5 separate regions of the Mus musculus genome follow, and all the other regions are linked to region 1. Evidence: chromatin contacts called from public HiCAR-type and promoter capture Hi-C data. All regions are on one chromosome and are shown on one strand. Each heading gives the region's core, a stretch centred on a gene start, on an enhancer-like site or on the middle of the called end of the contact. The rest is flanking DNA. Distances are from core to core; before and after follow the strand shown. Region 1 holds the start of Elovl5 (ELOVL family member 5, elongation of long chain fatty acids (yeast)). Region 2 holds the start of Leo1 (Leo1, Paf1/RNA polymerase II complex component). Region 3 holds the start of Tmod3 (tropomodulin 3). Region 4 holds the start of Lysmd2 (LysM, putative peptidoglycan-binding, domain containing 2). Region 5 holds the start of Scg3 (secretogranin III).

What was found. Promoter capture Hi-C pulls out the DNA fragments that hold promoters and counts their contacts. HiCAR-type assays count read pairs that join an accessible place to other places.
Region 2: a promoter capture Hi-C map of pre-B cells shows a contact between it and region 1, with 5 times the contacts expected there. The contact joins the promoter of Leo1 here to the promoter of Elovl5 in region 1. A contact is called at or near these places in 2 of 39 promoter capture datasets (liver and pre-B cells) and 3 of 115 datasets of contacts at active chromatin or transcription factors (astrocytes, forebrain and regulatory T cell precursor).
Region 3: a HiCAR-type map of astrocytes shows a contact between it and region 1, with 2.7 times the contacts expected there. The contact joins the promoter of Tmod3 here to the promoter of Elovl5 in region 1. A contact is called at or near these places in 3 of 39 promoter capture datasets (embryonic stem cells, hippocampal neurons and pre-B cells), 4 of 115 datasets of contacts at active chromatin or transcription factors (astrocytes, embryonic hindbrain, forebrain and 1 more) and 2 of 9 other capture datasets (embryonic stem cells and liver).
Region 4: a HiCAR-type map of astrocytes shows a contact between it and region 1, with 6 times the contacts expected there. The contact joins the promoter of Lysmd2 here to the promoter of Elovl5 in region 1. A contact is called at or near these places in 2 of 39 promoter capture datasets (cranial neural crest and hippocampal neurons), 1 of 484 Hi-C or Micro-C datasets (embryonic stem cells), 3 of 115 datasets of contacts at active chromatin or transcription factors (astrocytes, embryonic forebrain and stem cell-derived neural progenitor cells) and 1 of 9 other capture datasets (embryonic stem cells).
Region 5: a HiCAR-type map of astrocytes shows a contact between it and region 1, with 4 times the contacts expected there. The contact joins the promoter of Scg3 here to the promoter of Elovl5 in region 1. A contact is called at or near these places in 1 of 39 promoter capture datasets (hippocampal neurons) and 3 of 115 datasets of contacts at active chromatin or transcription factors (astrocytes, embryonic forebrain and embryonic midbrain).

Annotation. Positions count from the first base shown.
Region 1 is chr9:77,916,073-77,918,662 of GRCm38.p6, reverse strand. It overlaps Elovl5 (ELOVL family member 5, elongation of long chain fatty acids (yeast)), which reads right to left and starts at 1,298. Exons shown (of 8, transcript NM_134255.3): 1 at 1,137-1,298.
Region 2 is chr9:75,440,242-75,442,831 of GRCm38.p6, reverse strand. Leo1 (Leo1, Paf1/RNA polymerase II complex component) reads right to left here and starts at 1,308. Exons shown (of 12, transcript NM_001039522.1): 1 at 1,197-1,308. The coding sequence starts at 1,254.
Region 3 is chr9:75,558,343-75,560,932 of GRCm38.p6, reverse strand. It overlaps Tmod3 (tropomodulin 3), which reads left to right and starts at 1,276. Exons shown (of 10, transcript NM_016963.2): 1 at 1,276-1,433.
Region 4 is chr9:75,624,420-75,627,009 of GRCm38.p6, reverse strand. It overlaps Lysmd2 (LysM, putative peptidoglycan-binding, domain containing 2), which reads right to left and starts at 1,278. Exons shown (of 3, transcript NM_027309.2): 1 at 973-1,278. The coding sequence starts at 1,245.
Region 5 is chr9:75,682,740-75,685,329 of GRCm38.p6, reverse strand. It overlaps Scg3 (secretogranin III), which reads left to right and starts at 1,274. Exons shown (of 12, transcript NM_009130.3): 1 at 1,274-1,695; 2 at 2,340-2,392. The coding sequence starts at 1,605.

The sequences.
Region 1 (2,590 bases), core at 49-2,548:
GAAACCCGGCAGTACTGGGACTGACTAGATAAACGATGCACCTGTGCCCAGCCATAGATAAAATCTACGGTGTGCATTCGCATTCATCTAATGCAAAGCTGACTGTATCTGTAGATTTTTGACCCAAATGCTGTGGCCTGAGACTTTGCAAAAGCACAAAGACTTGCAAGTACAAACCAACAGGTTATAACTGCCAAGCGGTTAGAGGAACGAATTACAAAACCAACAGACAACACTGGCCCTCCTGTACAACTGTACAAAACACTTCCTGCCACCAGCCCTGACATTAAAAAAACAGAAAGACAGTCGAGGCTTGGGAGGAGGGCTGCTCGCTCCCCCACAATTTCTTATCAGACTTCTCCCCGGGTATCCTCCAGCTAGGGAGTCATGCGTTGCATTCTTTCAATCGCCCCCTCCCCTTACGAAAATTCATCCAATGCATCCTTCAAATTTGCAATCAAGGCGCCTGGAGATAAGCATAATGTAATCTAGAGCAGGGACGCCAAGTTCAAAGGTGCCGAAGGCTTCAAGATCGTCTAAAAAGAACTCTCTCTGGACCTTACTATCTCCACCTCAAGGATAGGGGAAGGGGAAGGCTTGCTGGCAAGCAAACAATAAAGGACACTTTCCCTAAAACTCTGAGCAGCGCACTTTATGGATTCGCAGACTCCAGGCCGTTACCCGCAGCTATGCGTCCGCGTCTCCACCCTCCCGGGGCAGGCTGGGCTGCAGATACCCGCTGGAGTGGTCGCGGGAAAGCGGGCGTCCCTGGCAGCAGCAAAGGAGAGGAAAGCAGGGAAAGGCCAGCGCGCGGCCCCAAAGCCCGGTACTGCACGGACCCACGCGGACTCCTCCTCGGCAGCCCTTACGGTCGCTCAGAGAAAGCTCGGAGGAAGATCCAAGCGCGCCGCCATCCTTCCCTGCGATCTCCGCGCCTGTCAGTGCGCCAAAGTGGCTGCCACCCACGAACAGGTGCGAAAGCATCCATCCCGGCGGAGCTCCGCTCGGCCCGCGCCCCGCGCTCGCCGGGCCACGGTGCCTGCCGCCCCCCGCCCAACCCGGACCTCACGGCGCCAGCAGCCTGGCCGCACCCCAGTGCCTTGGCACCCGCCAAGTTCCTGAAGCAGGCGGCTCACCTCTCTGCCTGAGCGGCTACGGGGAGCACCGGACGGCAGCAGGACCGCGCGAGCAGGAGGATGTGCAAGCGGGCGCGGGAACAGAAGCAAGCTGCAGCCGCGATGCAAGAGGAAGGCGCCCGGCAGCTTCAACCCCGGCGTGGGCTGACCGTGACGTCACAATGGCGCGGCCAGCCAATCCGAGCCCGGAGGCAGGATCAAGCGCTATGATGTCATGCGGCCTTGGAACCAATCCTGGGGCGATAGAACTTTCGTGATTGTAAATTCCAGAATCAGATGCGGTGAGCAGAGGAAGCCAGGGTTGGTCTCCTGTGGTTCACGTGTCTCGGGGCAGTTTTCTTGCTTCTTCCTAATAAGCCTGCGTGGGACGCAGAGTCTGCGCAATAGCCACAGTGAAGTTCTGGATGCCCTGAACTCTTTCCAACAGCCGGGGGGCAGGGGCAGGCTTGGCGGTGGTTTTTTTGTTTTTGTTTTTGTTTTGGCAGGTGCCCACCCACCTAACGGGTTTCGCCACCATTGTGAAGGGGACCCTTTTCATGGTTTTAGCAAGGGTTCTAAAACCTAGGTGGAGCTGCTGTTGCGCAAATTGAAGCAACAGAAATCACTCAGAACTTTGCAACCGTAATTCTAGGATAGGTTGATCACACACTATTGGGAGTTTTGATATTTCTACTCTACGAAATTATCAGTCTTGTAATGAAATACTGTAATGTCTTTCAGCTGGGCAAATTCAAAGACTTAAAAGGGACGCAGGTACAAACATAAGAGCCTTTCTAGTTTTCGCTGCTGTTTGATAAATCAAGGCCTACAACTCTTACTTCAAACGTTAGAAATGTAACCTTTTGTTGTGCCCCCTTTGCTTTACACCCACTGACACAACACAGCCAAGCAGTCATTCAGTGTAGAAACATTTTTTTTAAATTATAGTAAAATGTTTATTGTATATTCAGCAATGTTCCAGGACCCAGACCACTGTCATAGGAATACGAATATACAAACTATAAACATTAGATAATTTAAACATTCACAAATTGCTGTAGCAATAACAATTAGTTGCCATTCATTTCTATAAACACTGAGTAAGGACCGCCTTCCCCGCAACAGTGCTGAGTGCTAACCATAAGTGCATGTCTGTCTGTCTATACAGGAAGTGTCGTTCAAGTGGCATGTGAGTGGTCATCTGTGCAACCTGGCCTCCTAGCATTCACCGTGTTCATTGTAATTGTCTCGTAGCTTTCACATACCAGGGACCGCTAAGATCTGTAGGCAAGTAATGCACTAAATCTAGCTTGTTTCTCCCCTCAATGGCATTTACAAGGCTCGAGGCATCATCTGCGACAGTTCTTTGTAATCTGGAGTATGACAAGAAGTCCTAACCATTTTTTTTTTTTTTTTGAATGGGTGAAGCATGAACTCAGCGGTGCCATGTTTGATCCCTGTTTCAGCTCCACTTG
Region 2 (2,590 bases), core at 59-2,558, 2.5 Mb after region 1:
GAGAGTCCACTAACTCAATGGTAAAATGGAAGAAAACTGCCATGACCTTAAAAGAAGTTTTTAAAAGGGAAGAAAGGGGAGGGGAAGAAAGCGTAGAACTGCAATCATCTGTACACTCCACTTCCCTAAGCTATGGGTGGCTATGAGAAAGCACTACAGGTACATCTTACTAAACGACGCTTTCACCAGTGGATGCAAAAAAGCACTAAGCGTTAAGCACTAAGCTGGGGAGCGGGAACCTGTCTTCTCATGATTACATTCCCAACCCCTAGCAAGGTGGCCAGGAGATGATAGGGATCCTTGTTTACTGAATGAATGAAACGCTTCATGGAAAACATGGGAAGGTGTACACAGAATTGTGCCTCGAAGACACAGAGAATAAACTATGAGCAAAGCCGGGCACAGGAAGAGTTTAGTTCTCTGTACTTTTACTTAGTGCTCCCTCCACAACTGGAGTAATTACATACAAACTGGAGTTGGTGACGAATGGGGGGAGGGGCAAGGAAAATGACATGTATAGAAGTTAATTTGGGCCTGGGGGGGCTGCAAGAATTCTGAAGTTCATCTCGGATCTTTCCTCATTCTTCTATTCACATCTCAAATTCAGATATTCGTAGACCTGTGCCAGAAATGCCCCCCATGAACCATCATTCATTCATTCATCACCAAATCCTGTCACTCCTCTCCAAACACTCCACAAGTTTCCCCATTCTTACATCACAGACAAGGAAACTGGCTTTCCGCACAGGCTCTCCAAGGGCACCCATCGCCAGTGCGTAGTCCTTCTGTAGAACTCCAACCTGATCCCTCCCAGACCCTTCAGGGGCATCTACACTCTCCCATCAACTCGCCCTTTCACACGGGGCGTTACCGCGCCCGATGGGCAGTTGAACATGTCTCCACTCATTCACTGCCAGCCACCCTTTCAATTGGCCATGTATGCACGGAGGGGCGCAGGCCACACGTCCTCCCTTCTGCTCCCCCAGGAGTCCAGGCCGGTCCCTGATCCTCCAGGCACTGACTCCGCGGCGGTCTCCCCGGGAGAGGCGGGCACCGCCGGGCATGCAGGGGGCGCTGGGCAAGAGCTTGGGGACTTCGCGTTGCCCGGCGCCGCGCCTCCGGCCGAAAAGCAACCCGACGCCCCATGTGCCCATCCGCGGAGCTCGCCCGCCCGCCCGCCCGCCCGTCCGCCGCACCTTTGCGCTCGGCCTCGCTCTCAGCTTCGCTCCCGAAGAGGTCCTCCATGTCCGCCATAGCAGCTTGGTCCGCGGCCTTGGCTTGCTCGGCTCGAGCCTGCTTTACGGCCAGACCCGTCCAAACACGACGTGTCGTAAAGAGCCGCACAAAGACCTACTTTACTTTTGTGACCTAGTTTTCTCCAGCACTCGGCTGGCTCCGCCCCCACCCCCTCCACCCCCGCCCCGGTGTCTGCGCTCGCCCGCTACTCCGTTAGCCCGCTCGCACGCTGTGCGGAGCTTGGGATGCGGGTCAGACTTGTTTACGACCTGTCAGCTGCGGCCAGGTTTCTTAAAAATAGTTGAGGGTGGGTGTGGTCGCTCTGCTCTGGGGAGGCAGATCTCTGTGAATACCAGGCCAGGTTCGTCTACAAAGCGAGTTCCAGCCAGCCAGCCAGCATATGTCTACATACGTAGATCCTGTGGCAGAAGAATAAGAAATAAGTCATTGAGAGCTCTAGCCTGGAGTAGTTAGTGGTGCACGCCTGTAATCCAGCACTCTAGAAGCAAAGGGTCAGAAACCCAAATTCATCATCAACTGCATAGCAACTTCAAGAGCAGCGTGGGATCCTTGAGAACCCCCACCCTTAAAAAAAAAAAAAAAAAAAGGGCTGGTGAGATGGCTCAGTGGGTAAGAGCACCCGACTGCTCTTCCAAAGGTCTGGAGTTCAAATCCCAGCAACCACATGGTGGCTAACAACCATCTGTAATGAGATCTGACTCCCTCTTCTGGAGTGTCTGAAGACAGCTACAGTGTACTTACATACAATAAATAAATAAATCTTTAAAAAAAAAAAAAAAAAAAAAAAAAAAGACCTGGTGAGATCGCTTGTCGGTAAATGACTTGCCCTTAAAGACTAAAGATCTGTTTTCCGAAAATCCAGCACCTACTTAAACTCAGGCACGGCTTCCAACATCTGTAATCCCAGCTCTCAGGTCCAATAAAGGACCTTGTCTTAAAATACAGATGCTGGATGGTGGTGTCTAGGCCAGCCTGGTCTACATAGCGAGTTCCAGGACAGCAGGACAGCCAGGGCTATACATAGAGATTCTGTCTGGGGGAAAAAAAATAAAAAAAAGTAAGGTGCTGCCTGGTGGGGTGAAGAGCATTTCAAGAATACACTGGAAATCGGCCTTTGGCCTCTAGGCACATGGAAAGTAGCTCTGTACAGAGCTTGCCTATTATGAGTGAGGGTTCAAATTCAATCTGCACTGGGGAAAAATAAAAGATTTAGGACTAGAAATCCCAATATGGGAGGCTGAGGCAGGAAGACAACTGAGAATTTGAGGCCAGCTGGGGCCACAAAGACAGCCTGGATTACTAAGGATGAAGCTTTCAGTAGTATTAGGTTAGT
Region 3 (2,590 bases), core at 27-2,526, 2.4 Mb after region 1:
AAACCACTGCCTTGCTTGGACCCATAAGATAACTAAAAACAGAGTAACCCCTAACATCTATGCTTTCATTTTGTGTCTGCCTTCCTGTTTTGGGTTGCCTAGGTACCTCTGCATGTGGACATATTTACCATTCAAGGACTTCTCTCATGGTCCTTCAGGATAAAGGCATAAAACTAAAGTATGAGAGACATCTTAGAGTCAGCTTTTACAATTACTCCTCAAAGGCACCTGTGGTCACTTTGGATTCCATGAAAATGGTCAGTTACCCATCCCATCCATGGTGGGGAGGATGCATCTTGGAACATGAGCACTTATCCTCTGAGAATGACATTGCCCCCTCAGGCAAAAGGGACTCTTGGGAACAACTTGCAGAACCAGTCTTAAAGAATGACCAGCCAGGACACATTGTGACCAGGATTGCTCAATTATACATACAAGAATGCTTCCTGCCCCAGTTGCTCTGCTTAAATCTAAAGCTCATATGGGCTTATTGACTTCTTTATCTGATCCTTTCCTAGGTGTGTGCATTAATGAAATATATCTCTGCTTCTCACCTTTACTCCTTTGTTTAGTTAGAGGCACCACACCTTGGTGCGATTTATGACCTTTTCTGCCATAAATTGCTTTAAAAAGACAAAACAAAACAAAACAAAACAAAACAAAACCCAAACCAAAAAAACCTCATGTAGCCCAGACTGGCCTTGAACTCTGTATGTAACTGACTGATAAACTTCTGGTACCCCTCCCTCTGCTTCAATTGCTGGGATCTGAGATTACAGGCATGTAACACCACATCCAATTTATACATTATTTGGAATTAAATCTAGGGCTTTGTGTATGCTTGTGTAAGCACCCTACCAACTGTGCTACGATCCCAGTTCCTTAGCTTTTATCTGTCTTCCATGACAAGTTTGAAAGGCTTTCCCATTATCACGCTCTCCCATTAGTAACCAAGGGATTAAGAAAAGCCTTACTCTGTATTATTTGTTTACAAAAGGCCCACCATGCAAGAAGGAAATGTATTACCCAAAAAAAAAAAAAAAAAAAAAAAAAAAGCCTATAGATAGGCTTTCTACCTTCCAGAGGGTCACGGGCAGGTACATATACAGGAGCAGAAAGCATTTTTCTCAGCCTAGTGTCTGTACCCTCTTATAACAACACCCTTCCCATTGTAAAGGACCAGGTCCGTATGTATGGAGCCGCACCCTTCTCCCTTGAACTACAACTCCCAGCATGCAGTCTGCCCCACGAGTACGCACGCGCGTGGGAGGGGACAGTGAAGGGGAACCAGCAATACAGACAGCGCGGTCGGGTTTAGGGGCAGCTGGCGGGAGGATTCGGCAACTCCCTGAACTTGAGGCACCGCGGAGTGTGGGCGCCGGGAAGAGCGATTCAAACCTTGCGGACTGTGCAGTGGGTCGGCGGCCAGACAGGTGAGTTCAGCCCAGTGCTTTCCAGGAAGTCCGTCGGCGGGCGCGGCAGCGGGTCGCTCCGGCCTGGGCGACTAAGAAGGGAGCGGCTGTGCTTCCTGCGCCTTGCCCGCGGGCCTCGCTAGAGAGCAGAGGGTGCCGGGCCGTTCTGGGACGGCGAGCTGTGCTGGGTGTCGCCCGCGGCCAGGCGCGCAGGCTCTGGGCTGGGGTTGAGTCACTTGTGGCCGGCCAGCAGGGGTTCGGAACCGGCCGCCTGGGATTCGGGGCCGCCACTAGTATTTGAGACCGGTCTCCTGGAGTTCGGGACTGTCTACGTAGGGTTTGGGGTTTGGCTGTCTGGGTTTGGGACCGGCCGGTGCTCCGGAACCGGCGTAGCTGGGAAGCTGTCTGAGAAGCGCCTTGCCTTGCCGCCCCTCTACCCCAGCCTTCATCTCGCTGCCTGGCTGTTGTTGGATGAGAGGAAACCCACAAAACTTGGGACACACCCTTTTTGTGATTGAAATCTGGTGTCTTGCATTGGCCATTTTGCTTATCTGCTCTGCCCTGCCTTAGAATAAGTTTCTGGCTCCTGTGCAGCACAGCTGGGGCCAGCTGTGAAGCTGATGCGGGTTTGTTTTGAGGACGTGACTGGGTCGTTGTATCTTCGCTTACAGAAGTTGATGCGTTTCCTCCGCAAGTCTGCATTCTGATTACAAACAGAAATGGGAAACAGCCCCAATTTTTACTTTCCTTTTCTTTCTCGACTCTTTCCCTCTCTCTTCTCTGTTTAAGAATCCCCTTTCCCCTTTCGAATCCTACCACACACACACCCCACCCACGTTCCCTTTCTACTCTCCCATCCAACCCACCCCCCTCTTTCTTGTCTTCTAAGAATCACATTCCCAACTTGACCTCTGCTTCTCTTTAAAAAAAAAAAAAAAAAAAAAAAAAAACCCAAAAACCACAGTCATCTCTTTGGTAATGAACACTGCAGTAAAACTTATCCCAGGAGGTCATACTTAAACAGGAAATGAGCCTGTGGAGATTTGCTGGCTATGAGCAGTCTTCTTTGGTTTCTGACATTTAGTGCAGTTCATGTTTCTTTTTCTGAAAAACTTCGGAATAGGTTTTTTTTTTTGCATATTAAATTGATTAATCAATTGACCTGTCATTATTTTAGA
Region 4 (2,590 bases), core at 29-2,528, 2.3 Mb after region 1:
CTAGGCTCTGACCCAAACCAGCCCTCAGTGAATGCTTGAAGGCAGGCTGTAAGAACATTTAGAACTGTGGAGAAGGGTCTCAAAATGGTTTGATCAAGCTCTCAAAACGCTTAAATGATAGATAGAAAGACTTGCTGGTAAACAAACACCTGGTTAAATATGCAAAATAGGTTACTCTGAAGATACAGGCGAGATCATTTTAATTCTGACTGCTGCCCCGACGCTTTCAGGAAAGATCATTGAAAACGGATACTGAGTTCCAATGTAAAAAGGCCATCACACAGCTCACAGTTAATTATAAGTAATTTTAATGAAACAATTTGTTCCCTCGGGTTTCCGTGATCTTCCCCAAGGTGTAATGAAATATACCCAAGACGCACACCCTTATAAATTCGTAAAACACGGCCCTCCAGCTCACCTAGACCACAGTTCCAGGCTGCTGTTTAGACAGGTGTCACGTTCAGGGTCGCCAGTGAGCACAGGGGTGTAATTTCACTTCTAAATAAAGAAGCAGAATCGATAGAACCAGAACCATCCACGGGAAGAACTGTACATCCTGACTCATCACAGCTTGTTTACACAGCGCAGAATTCGTATCGGTGTGGCTTTGAGTAAATAGGTAGTGAGCTCCGGGGAGGAAAACGGGGAAAGGTGGCTGTGGGTAGTGCCCAAAACGCGGGCCTCCTTGTTTCTCGCGCGACAGATACGAGCTGAGACTGGCAGGGCACTGGGAAGGCCATGCACTAGCTGGTCGGGGGAGCTCTGGCGGCCGCCCCTCTCCGCAGCAGCAGCAGCAGCAGCAGCAGCAGCAGCAGCAGCAGCAGCTTAGGCGCCCACTGCAGTTGCAGCAGTGCGCGCTGGGATGCGGCGCGGGGACGCGGGGACGCACGGCCTGTTCCCCACCCTCCGCTCCCACCCCCGACCCCGCCCGAGGGCCGCAGGTCCGGGGCCGCGGCGGCGCGCCCTGCTCACCGTGACTCCGTACTTGAGCGCGATGCCCTGAAGCGTGTCCCCGGCGCGGACCCGGTGCTCCACATGGCGCTCGATGACGCCGGCGCCCAGAGGCGCCCGCACGCTGGCCGTGCTGCCGTACGAGCGGGTCTTGGTGCGGGCCAGGCTCAGCGACAGCTCGGCCTCCTCGGGCTCCGAGGTGGAGCGAGAGCGCGGCGGAGGGGAGGGCGCCGAGGGCCGGTGCGCACGGGGGCCGCCTTCCCGCAGGGCCGGCGCAGGCGAGAGATCCGCCATGGGTCCTGCCAAGGCCGCCCGGGCGCCGAGCTCGCCAAGGGGGCGGCGCCTCCTCCTCCGCCTCTTCCTCCTCACTGGGGCTGCGGCTGGCCGTGCCGCGGGGGCGGCAGGCGCGAGGCCGAGGCGGGGAGCTGCGGGACCTGCATGGCGCGCGCCGCCCTCCGCGGCCGGCTTCTCCACGGCCCCAGAGGTCCGTGTGCTGGTGGGGTTAAGGGAGCTGAGCCCGGACTGCAGTGTGCGGGTCCTGTCGGAGAAGGCCCTGCGGAAGCGGGAGCTCGCCGAGGCCCGTGAGCCGACAGAGGCCCACGGAGGAGTCCTGGGACCCATGTGGACCCCAAAACCGTGCAGACAAGAAAGAGTCCGCCCAAAGCCTGCCCTGGCCACAGTACACCCCCACCAAGCTTTGCTTGCCTTTCCGGATTCCTCATTGGGCAGCCTGCTTGCTCAGTGGTACCCCCTTAATGACATCAAAATCTCGGTGGCAGGAAACCTTAAGATCACTGAACATAGATACAGGTCCCTGTCCACCTGGGTGGTACAGGTCTTCTGACATCCTCCCAACACACACGCACAACTCACGCGCACACCCTTGACAAGGTACTGACCTCAGTCACACACTAAGCCAGTGCTCTTATCACCGACCTATGTATACTAAGTCTTTCTGTTTGGTACTCAGGCCTGCTGGGTAGTCTGCTGGGAGCTGACTACCCTCCAATTGTTGGTAGTCCATTCCTCTTTGAAGACCAGTGCCAGTTTCAGGCCTAGGCTTGTGCAGAGTTAACTGGAGTCTTCTGCCCTAACTCTTGAGAGATGCCACCCCCACCCGTTCATCCATCCTTCCCTCATCCCCACCCCAATCCCCTTACACACACACACACACACACACACACACACACACACACACACACACCCGACTCTAGGTAGAAGAGAAGAGTTCTCTTGTTTCATTGGTTTTCTGAAGTTTGGTATGTTGCTGTGCCCACAAAGACAAAAGAAACCGTTTAGGACACACTGGAGGAAGAAGAGCGGCAGCAGTAGTCCCCAGTATCACCCACCCCTTAAAGATTCTTCAGTTTTTCCCTGAATATAAACCCACATTGGCACCCAAGTCAGTTGTTTTTACTTTTCACATATATACCGCATCCTGACCAGAAAACTTAACCTCCTTCCTTACTCCCATCTTCATGTTTCGCCTGTGTTGTTCCCTCCATCAGCAACAGTATTCTCCCAAAACCCTGTCTACTGCTCATTTGTCCACTTTTAGGTTTTTTTTTTTTTTTTATCTATGTGTGTGTGTTCTGTATGCGTTTTGGGTGATCGCGGAGGCCAGAAAAGGCTGACAGAT
Region 5 (2,590 bases), core at 25-2,524, 2.2 Mb after region 1:
CCAGGATAATGATACTGTGCTACCCACCATTGAGAAAGATCTATTCGTTTTGAAGTAACTGCTAGATTTGAAGTACTCTGTAACAGATTTTAATGTATCAATTTTTAAAAAAGATTCACATGGAAACAAAAGGACTTTTAGATTCTTAACTGAAATACTTGCATGACTATTAAACTCAAAACCTCCAGAAAGGGAAATCTGTTTGTCAGTGGGTTTGTTTGTTTGTTTGTTTTCATGTATTTAAATAAGTAACTTGGTCCATGAGAGGGAGGAGCCAGAAATCAAAGGCCTGATTGTGCTGGATCCTTCTTTGTGGCCATTCTTCAGCTGGGTTCTCAGCAGGCTGCAGTTGAAAGGGAAAGATCCAAGTTCTGCTTAAAAATCAGACTAAAGAGCTTGCTCAGCACCCCGCTCACATTATGCTACTCGCATTCACCACTTAAAAGTCTTTGGATAGTAAATTGTATGCAATGACCTCAGTCTTCCAGGATATTCTCGGATTATAGGAAGCACCCCTCTGACTTGCTTATGAGGAGAGGAGTATTTTTCATGGCTTTCCCTTTTCTTGAAAGACTCTCAGAACATCAAGATCCTCAGGTATAAATTAGACCCGGGGAAGAATGTCACAAAAGCACACTATTTTTCCTACTTGGTTAGAAGAAAGAGAACAAAACTGAATATTTCTGGTGAGGACTCTCGCTCCAAGAGGGACAAACGGGTTGTTTTGTTTTGTTTTGTTTTGTTTCCTTCTCTAACTATGTGAGAGTGAAGTTTTATGCACAATGTATTTGAAATAATATTCGTGCGCTTTCCTAATCAAAAGGCTCCTGTGGAGCTGAGATGCAAGAGCATCAAAAGACTGTCAACACAGATCAATAAAGGCAGGTCTTTATAAGGTTTGATAGAATTATATCTTTTGTTTATAACAGAATTTTGATTATAGTAGAATATAAAGGTATAACAGAATTTTGAGTATAGCAGGAAGGGATTTTGGAGTAGAGACTGCAGAAGAATAACAATCAAAATTAGACAAAGATTACCCATGTCTCCTTGACAAGTTCACGGGTAGAGAGGGCATTTAACCCTTGAGGTACAGCAACCATGCCTATCGTCCAGCAATCCTGCAATCCGGCCCGACTCCGACGTAGAAACATACCCAAGACTGCGGCAAGGAAAATACGCGAGCAAGCCTGTCTCCCCTCCCCCGCTCCGTTCCCGCGGGATTGGAGTAGCGCTGGGTCGCTGACGCCATCCTCACGCCTCTGGTTTGCATGGAGCATGCGCCTCCTCCTCATTTCCTCTCCTGGAGCTAGTGGAGTAAAGCTACGCCCAGGCCCGCGTCCGCTGGCGGCGCAGGAACTTCAGCACCCGCGGGGCGGACAGCGCCTACCGCACCTGCTCACCTGCTCTGGGCGCCAGAAGAGCCTGCATCCTCCTTCCAGCCCGGAGCAACTGCGCCGGAGGCGCCCAGACCCTCTCCCTTCCCGCACCCAGGCTCCTGTCCCTTCCAGCTTCTTAACTCCCCTTCTCATTCATAACAAAAGCTACAGCTCAGGGGCCCAGCGCCAAGCTCTTTCCAGCAAAGCACAGAAGAGCAAGAAAGAATGGGGTTCCTTTGGACCGGCTCTTGGATACTGGTGTTGGTGCTCAACAGCGGCCCAATTCAAGCTTTCCCCAAACCCGAAGGCAGCCAAGGTATGTGGACATTGCTCTGCTTTAGAGTTCTCTTTCATTTGGCCCAGCCAAGATAAAGCTTGATGTGACCCGTGAGCTCTAAATCGCCCTGCCTAGTTTTTCTCAGCAGATCTCGTATCGTGCATATTGACAGAATATACACGGTTTTGACTTCAGAGAACGAAGATGGATTTTTCTTTCTCCTTTACTTTTAAAATAATAGAGCGATAACATGGTCTTATTTTGAAAAGGGGAGCGAGTACCTGTGCTTAAAGTGGCTAGGATTTTTTTTTTTTTTTTTTGCTCATTACACATGCAGGATATGATGATCTCTTTTAATGTACCAGCAATGATAATCCAAATAGTATGTTTCCAATTGAAAAGAGCTAATAAGCTAAGAATTAGAACTATATGTTAAATTTCTGATCAGAAAATAAAAGTGTGATTGCATTTAATTCAGGATATGCAATAATATAATAAGCATACCAACTTTGGAACTCACCATGTATACAATTGATAATCTTTGCTACTATAAATTTTATTTTATAACATTCAGAATTATTTCTCCAAAAAATCTTTTTTCATTGTGTTTTTTATTTTAATAGGAAACATATTTGACCACCCAAATGCACAATTAAATTTATATTTATGTGTATTTATTCTAGACAAATCCCTGCATAATAGAGAATTAAGTGCAGAAAGACCTTTGAATGAACAGGTAGGTCAGATGTAAAATTATAACTCCTATGTTATCTTATTCACTGTTGTCACTTACTGTAGTTTCCTTGTGATATTTTAGCCATTTTACATTTATAAACTCCAAGACATTAATAATAAATTGACAAAAACTAAGATGATAAATCTGGTTCCACTAATTCTGTGTTCTCACAATTAGTGCACTGAGTTCTTATAGCAC